Linked DNA regions of Zea mays: region 2 is linked to region 1. A link is a contact called in public Hi-C data. All regions are on one chromosome and are shown on one strand. The core of a region is the stretch at or near the end of the contact, and the rest is flanking DNA. Distances in the headings are between cores, read along the strand shown. Region 1 has its middle 19 kb from the start of LOC100382270. Region 2 holds the start of LOC103649684 (NADH-cytochrome b5 reductase-like protein).

Region 1 (4,154 bases), core at 815-3,314:
CGGTAATGCTCGACCCAGTCATTTGGGTCTGCCTCGGTAATGCTCGACCCAGTCATTTGGGTCTGCGCAGCCAGACAAAAGCTTTCCCTTGCCCCGTGCGCAATAGGGCACACCTTAATTGCTCGCATTGAATGCGGGCGGTGAGCTTGCTTCTGTCCGAAGGCTTCTGCCACGCGGCCATGAGCCATGTGTCGACACTGGACTCCTATCCGAGCGGAGAGTGGGGACCAAGGGCACATGCTGGCCTGAAGACTTGGGTCATGCCTGTCGGGGTCTGGATGTAAGACAGGAGGTCCGGGACCCACCTATGGGGGTTCGAACGACACACGTGGAGGTCAAGGACTCGCCATGAGGGTTCGTACGGTACACGTGGAGGTCTAGGAGCCATCATGGGGGTCCGGACGACATACGAGGAGGTCAAGGACCCACCCATGGGGCTTGGACGGCTTACGTGGAGGACCAGGACCCACACATGGGGGTCTGGGTGGCACGCATAAGGGTTCGGGCCCACTCGTGGGGGTCCAGACCCATGGGAGTAGTCGCTGAGCATCTTCTCTTGTGGGACACGTGGCACCAGAGCTGTACCTGAGCAGGGAGTGGGTTCCGAGGCCAGCGGTCCTGTTAGACGGGTCCGGTCCTATAGGTCCGGCTGCTCAGTTTCTTAGTACGCGGTTAGACCTAACCATGCAGGTATCCGCCTTGACACAGTTGAAGTGGATACCCTAGTTACGAGGTACCAACATGTTCCATGTTTGACTCGTGCTTTAAAGGAGCACTAGTCATATATTCGTGCGTTGCCACGGTTTTTATATATCACATGAGTAGAATTTTTTTAATTAAACAAAAAAATATGTGTAAACTATTGATTAGCTAGATGTGAATGTGAAGCCAACCACCAATGTAAACTTATTTTTTTTATAAAGCGGAAAGGGGAAGGGTAACACACGATGACTGTGGAACCACGAGTTAGACTAGAAAGAAGTATAAAGATTTTTTTTAAAGAGATAAAAATATTTGGACCACGAGTTAGATTAGAAAGGAGTATAATGATTTTTTTGCAAAAAGATATGATGGTGCAAACCAGGAAAATTGGTGTTTTATAGGAATATAAATGGAGAAGAGACATGAAAGAGAAGAGAGAGAGAGAGAGAGAAATGCCAAAAGTGCGAAGTTCACTTTGCTCTAGATGAGCCGATTGAGTATTTATTTAAGAATCAAGACCGGCGTTATGCGGTAAGCCCATGACGTTATGAGTTGGGTTGGAGATTTCGGGACACGGGCCTTAACACAGCCCGGCATACATAGTGATCAACTTATCTGGGCTGCTTTTCTGAGCTTTAATTTACATGGGCTTCTACGTAAGGAATTCCTATATTTAAGGAAGGTCACAAACAGCCTAAAAGGCCACTCGTACTTTTTAGTTTTAAAATTGCTATCACAGAGAGTAAAATAGAGAAAATCAATCATACCCTGATTTCTACTGCCAAAGAACTAAAATAGAGATAACGTCCGTTTATCATAAGTCTCTCCTAAATCAAGTTTTTTTAGAAAAATATAAAAACGTGTCTCCAACAGTTCTCCTAAAATGCTATCAATTTTTTCTAGACCTTAAAACAACTTATAGCTACAAATAAAAGATTTTTTAAGCTCCCTAGAATCTGTCGTTTTAATGGATCTATTAGAGAAATGATTAAAATTTATCAACTAATTTTTTAGATAACTCTTAAAACTAACTTTCAGAGTCATTTTATGGGAGCTCACGTAGATAACAGTATAAACGTTTGGCAGTTGCACCAAAACCAAGCGGCCTTCCAAAACGCTCTCGTCCTACCGGCCGACCCCGCGGCGGCAGCGATCCACAGGTGTCATGCACTGTGGCTGCACCCAGCCTCCAATCCTCCATTCAAGTTCCGCTCCCAAAGGCCCAAACCGAGGTTAAAAAAACAGGCGATGGCGACACCGCGAAACACGACGCCGCCGCGAATGATTGGGAGTGAGAGGGATCGCGTGAGCGGCGCGTACGGAGTGTACGCCACGCGACGCGGGGCGGGAGGCAGATGAATGATGATGACAAGGGCAAGCGGGCCGCGACAAGATCCACGATCCTAGGAGGCGCTGGTACATGATCGCCCCCCTTCCCTGCCTGGATTTTTGTTCGCTTCCCATTCCCGCCTGCGCCTTGTCTCTACCTGCTTGGATATTGCCAGATTCCTGCCCTCGTCATATGGCGGGCTCGCCCCCTCCCTAGGGCGGCTGTATCTTCCTCCTTGCTGTGCCCTGCAGCGGCGCCAGGTGCGGCCGCCGAGATAAAGGGGTGTGGGGTTACCGGTCTCTGCGAAAGTTAGGCTCAATTTTGCGCCGAACCGAGCCGATTGTGCCCCGATCGAAGGGTGCACAGTAGGATCTACGGGCATCACGCTTTCGGCCTTATGCCAAGGCAGGCATTGCTGTTCTCGGTTTTCCTGATCACGCGGAGAAATCGAATGCTACATAGTACATACCACTTACCAGTTACGTGGTGTTTGCGTCCATGCATTTTTTTGGTTTTTTAATCTGGTGGCCTCAGCTGAGGTCCTCATTTTTACGATTAGTTGTTTTTTTCAAGCAGCTGCTTAGTTTATTACTATTAGATTTTCGGGAGTAGTAAATAATATTGCACGTTTTTAAGTAGTAGTCTTAGAAGGGTATGGTTACACTAATCCATTTCCGAAACTACTGTATTGCCTCCAGGGTCCAGTTATTTATTCAGCATTGATAGTCTCCTCCGGGTTTCTCTTGTCTTGGACATAGTAATATGCTGCCTTTATCGGCAAAACTACAGGCTCCTAACTGTTTGCAAACAGATGCACTGACAAAAGGAGTCGAATCGCAAACATGCGGGGCCTGTGTTTGCTCCCTAATCTTGCTCAATAGGATTAACAAACTGAAACATTGTGTGTGGCATGCAATGGAAACAGAAAATCCATTTAGTTGATTTGGCTTAAGCATGAAACAGTTCACTCTGTTAGAATCCTCATTAGTTGAATGAATGGAGCTGATAATTATGTCTAAGATTCTTATATGTATGGAATCTACCATTTTTAATATCATGGCACACAATGCAGAATAGTTCTATGATGCTTGGCTGCTGTCCATGTGGTTACCATCTGTTATTCCTGAAATTATGCAAATGAATTCAGTTTATGTAATTCTTAAATTAATTACGCATGGTTGCAGAAGGCAGAGCATTCAAGTCATGCGTATTTGAATATTTGATTAACTTATTTGGCATACCATTGACTCACATGGTAATGGAAAAATCTCCTAAAATACAAGGCAATGAGTGACATGTAGAAGAGCTCAAGGCAAATAACTATGACACACGATATTGAACTAGTAGATTAGAGGACGGGAAGCCCTAAGTTCTTGGATCCTGCACGATTAAGAATAATTGTTGTTAGCATCTAGGAAAAATCATATCTCCGCATATTGTTCAAATGCCTTCTGAAGATTACATCAGTACAAGAAACCTGAAGGTGGGGGGGGGGGGGGGGGGGCGTTGATACGAGCCCCGTGTCCCAGAGATCTCGTACTCTAGGGATCATGCCCGGCGGCTCTAGCTAAGTCTGGTGCCCCCATGTCGAAAGACCAGATCCAAGAACCTCTTGGCCTTTAGGACTCTCTTGGCGTTCAGGGCTCTACTGGTCGGAAATCAAATTCACTGTTCTGCCAAGTGTAAGGACCCCTGTAGGCTACATCCACAACTTGGTAATCGAAGCCCTTAGGGCAAGACGACCCTAGCGGTATAACCCTGGTGCCATGTATACCCCTACCTAGGACAACCACCGGGTGCTGAGCTGTTAAGATAAGGCTTCCTCCATCATATTAAATGTGACATGAGACATTATGCTCAAAGAGGTGCACTGTTGCCGTAACGGAGGTAGCAGGTGTACCCATGACCACTGTACATTGTCCCTGTAGGCACAACAATGGATAGCAAGGGTACCTGGGATCATTGTACAGTGCGTGCCATTGTCCTTGTAGTCACGCCTGAATTTGCCAACATACCTGCAAGCATTATAAAGTGCAAGCAGCTACACCGTTTATCAACTACGTTGTACCCATGGTGTGATCTTAGGTCATAGGTCCTGCCACTATGAAAGTACGTATCAACC
Region 2 (4,349 bases), core at 385-2,884, 300 kb before region 1:
ACCAAATTGCTAAAAGGATTCACCTGAACATGAACAGACAGCAGAAAACATCAGGTTTTTTATTTGAGAAACACAAACAACCATTTTGCTTTGCACAGAAACTGTTATTCGTTAGAACAATGGTTTCAAATAGGATAATAGGAAACATACATGTACATAGAATTTGGAAGAAGAATAAATATATATAAGCACGATTTTAATCAAATTCAACACAAAAATTCCTCCCAGTTAAAACATAACACCTTGCATTGACCATGACAGGAGCCTCCCCTTAAAAAGACACGGCAATCTGCAGTTGAAGAATATACCTTGTGATGAGGCACGAGGCAACATCAAGTCCCAGTTTAGTTGATGGATCAAATGAAAACCTACAAGATAAAATAACTTGCATAAGCCTCACAATGAAGCAGATAAACTTTATAAAACTTAAACAAAGGGAGAAGACATTAGCATGGTACATATGAAAATCTTGGTGAAAACAAAATTCAGCACTTATACAATTACAATGCATTGCACGAGATTAAGATACACCACACAGTAAAAGCATAGCCACATATTCCGTGAAATGAGATAAAGAAGTATTCATGGAGTCATGAAATTAAGGAAGAATTTCTTCAATAGCTACCTGAATAACTGTGAGTTGTGACTGACTGTTGCCTTCTCTTGGAGCTTGAACTCTAGCCACTTATCAGGGTTAAGTGCTGAACAACAAGACAATGCTCCATCAATAACAAGTAAAAACACAAATGACCATATAATGTAAGCATAAGTAAGAAAAGTTCATCAGTATGCTGAGACTATCTAAATTTTGTATCCTTAGAGCTGATTTATAAATGATAAAAGAAAGAAAAAAAAACAGAGTTTAACCCTATCCATGTAAAGTTATTCATAGAACAGCACCCCTTAAAACGATATGTAGGGTGCAACAAATTCACTGTGCAGCAACATGAATATTAGAATGCTTGAACTCGTCAACGAATGTAAACTCTAGACTGTGGTATGCCTCCAGCAACACATGTGACCATGGACTATCGTTCATAACAGCAGACGTCACCCTCGAATAGCGAAATTCCTCTAAAACTGATGTGTTCCATATTCCAAACAATGTGAAGGTGGAATCCAGCGGCAAACATCATTATCAGCTCTAACCACGCAACAAAGAAAGAAGGTTTCATAGGCATACACACATAAATACGATCGATCCTCACATCGACGAAACCTAGATCCGATCAAATTCGGAGAGAAAGGGGTTGCAGCTCACCAACTTGCTCAGCGGCTTTGCCCGTCTCCTCCAAGTGCGCCTGCAATCATCCGGCACCGTGAGCCAAGCAAAAAAAAAACGCATCACCTCACATTCAGAAATCAGCAGTAGCTAGGGACAGAAGAAACAGAACCCGAGAAATGAAATGGGGTTGGGGAGAGGACAGCAGGCAGTTCTCAATTTCGTACAACGGTGGGGGAAGACGACGCGTAGAAGAGCGTCGCTCCACCGCAGGCGGCGGCGGCGGCGGCCCCCAGCGGGACGCGGCCGCGGTGGGTTCCGGCGAGTCTACGGAGCAGCAGCGCCGCCATGCCGATTGGCGGAGGAGGCGAGATGTCTCGTCGAGTGATCGATCCGATCTGATGGGAACGGGAGCGGACGGCCCAGCAGGGGTTTTTTCCCCACACTAGTGTCCGCTTTGATGGAGGTTTTACAGATGGCCGAAGTCAGGACCACACTTGGGAGTTGGGAGAACATTTCGGTCACCCTGCAACCTGCGCCAGCTACACTGTAGAGTAATTTTGAACAAATGGTAGGGATGGAAACGCCAATAGCAACGTATGCAGATCCTTGGAAACCTGTCAAATCGGTTTGAGACTCGTGCACAGTCAAATGGGCTTGATGCGTGCACACTAAAGCTGAGTCCAGTGCACAGCCTCTCTCTCGCTCCTGCCACGTCAGCTCTCGCCTCCACTCTCGCCCCTGCTGCTCCAGTGTACAGGCTGCAGCAGGCTACAGCCTCAGGCTATAGCACACGTGGACCAATCAGAAGCCACCACTCACTGTCGCCCCTCGCTCTCGCCCGCGAAGACGCCATCGCCAACGCGTCGCCTCACTCTCGCCTGCCTATCGCTGGGCGGTAGCAGTAGCGCCCGCCGGGTCGCTCTCGCCCGCCTCCAGCCCCGCTCTCGCCTCCTGCTGGGCGCTATCGCCCTCACTATAGCCTGCATTGGCACCAGCCTAAGACTGTGTTCAGCGGTTCCCCCTAAATTTCTCCCCCTATATCTCACTCATGTGTCACGTCAGCGTTCTCTTTCCCCCTATATCTCCACGCTCTACAGCGGTTCCCCCTATATCAAACCTCTATACCCTACCACACCAATATTATATACATTTCCAACCCAACCGTATCCGCACCGGTAGCTTTCGGACGATATCGCGCGCGAGCGTGGAGGAGAAGTGACCGGCCACCGCGGGATAGCGTTCCTCTGCATCTAGAGGGAGAGAGAAGAATGCTACCGGGTAGGGGGGCTCGTAGAGAGAACCGCTGTGGCATTTAGCGTTCAACTGTAGCTGCTGAAGTAGCGAGGGGGAAGCAGTAGAGAGAAGCGTTGAAGTAAGTCTAAGGGACTGCTTGGTTGTGGCTAACACGCTGCACTTTTCCTAAGTTTAGTTAGGGATGGGCATTCGGTTTTTTTAAACTTCGGTTTGGTTTTTCGGTTTTAAAAACTTCGGTTTTCTAGACATTAGAAACCGATCGGTTTTCTAGAAAATGAAAAATCGAGAAGTTCGGTTTCGGTTTTTTACTTCGGTTTTTCGGTAAAAACCGAATACCAAACTTATACTCAAGACAACACATATAATAAGTTTATATGATAGATTACACATAATTTTAAAAAGTAAAAATTATATAGGTACAAATATTTAGAGATACATCATACATCACATATAAATAAGTGAATAACAATTTAATTGCTTCACACATTTAGTTCACATAATCGAATAGTCAAATTTTAGAATTGATAAAGTTTGGTATTCGGTTTTTTTGGTATTTCGGTTCGGTATACGGTGAAAACCGATTACGATACCGAAAACCGAACTTCTGAGATACAAAAACCGAAACCAAACCGAACTACCGAAAAGACCGAAATTTCGGTACGGTTCGGTTCGGTCTTTGGTTTATGGTAAAAAAGTGCCCACCCCTAAGTTTAGTCATTTAAATTAAAGAACTAACCTTAGATAGAGAAGTTAGTCAAGGTGTGACAAGTTAGTCAGCGAACCAAACAGCCCCTAAACTCTAAACCTCTAAAGTTTCTCCCCAACCCTCCTAACAAAATATTAAAGGTTATGTTTGAAATTGAAATGTGAAAGGGAAATAGGGTCAAAGGTTTTCCTATATGATTTTGGTGGTTGAATTGCCCAACACAAACAATTGGACTAACTAGTTTACTCTAGAATATATGTTCTACAGGTGCCAAAGGTTCACAACAAACCAATACAAAGTTAAAAGAAAGGGTTCAAAACAAAGGAGAAAGAAAACCGAAGGCTGCCCTGGTCTGCCACACCGGACTGTCTGGTGTGCCACCGGACAGTGTCCGGTGCACCAGGGTAGATCAACTCAAACTCCTCAGCTTCGGGTTTCTGGAAAATGCTCTCCGCTATAATTCACCGGACTGTCCGGTGTAGCACCGGACTGTCCGGTGTGCCAACGGGAGCAACGGCTAGCGCGCCAACGGTCGACTGCAAAAGTGAACAGTGAACAATGTCGACTGCGCGCGCAGAGTCAGAGCAGGTGCTAGAAGGCGCACCAGACAGTGAACAATGACTGTCTGGTGCACCACCGGAGTGTCCGGTGGCCCAGTTGTCAGAAGCTCCAACGGTCGAACCCTAACGGTTGGGTGACGTGGCTGGCGCACCGGACAGTGTCCGGTGGCGCACCGGACTGTCCGGTGCGCCCGTCGACAGCAGAGTTACCCAACAGGCATTTTTGTGGGTGGGGCTATAAATACCCCCAACCACCACACATTCAAGGCATCCAAGTTTTCAGCCATTGCATTCAATACAAGAGCTCTAGACTTCACTCCAAGACACAAACAAGAGATCAAATCCTCTCCCAAGTCCAAAGATCATTCCAATCAAATAGTGACTAGTGAGAGAGATATTTGTGTTCATTTGAGTTCTTGCGCTTGGATCGCTTTTCTTCTTACCCATTTCTTGTTCCTAAGTCATTTGTAATCAAGGCAAGAGACACCAATTGTGTGGTGGTCCTTGTGGGGATTAAGTGTCCCGATTGATTGAGAAGAGAAGCTCACTCGGTCTAGGTGACCGTTTGAGAAAGGGAAAGGGTTGAAAGAGACCCGGTCTTTGT

The links. Hi-C and Micro-C count contacts between places; a contact is called where the count stands out from the background.
Region 2: a contact with region 1 is called in a Hi-C map of endosperm, with 4 times the contacts expected there. The contact joins the promoter of LOC103649684 here to the enhancer-like site in region 1. A contact is called at or near these places in 3 of 25 Hi-C or Micro-C datasets (bundle sheath, endosperm and tassel).

The regions. Positions count from the first base shown.
Region 1 is chr3:11,230,836-11,234,989 of Zm-B73-REFERENCE-NAM-5.0, reverse strand. No RefSeq gene overlaps it. Among protein-coding and RNA genes, the nearest start is that of LOC100382270, 19 kb to the right of the region's middle. Within about 2 kb of position 2,064, at least 16 of the 20 cell types and tissues checked have an H3K27ac peak or open chromatin away from gene starts, as enhancers often do. A contact at or near this core is called in endosperm and tassel, where this site is marked.
Region 2 is chr3:11,532,045-11,536,393 of Zm-B73-REFERENCE-NAM-5.0, reverse strand. LOC103649684 (NADH-cytochrome b5 reductase-like protein) reads right to left here and starts at 1,634. Exons shown (of 13, transcript NM_001319756.1): 1 at 1,450-1,634; 2 at 1,262-1,301; 3 at 626-701; 4 at 309-368. The coding sequence starts at 1,572.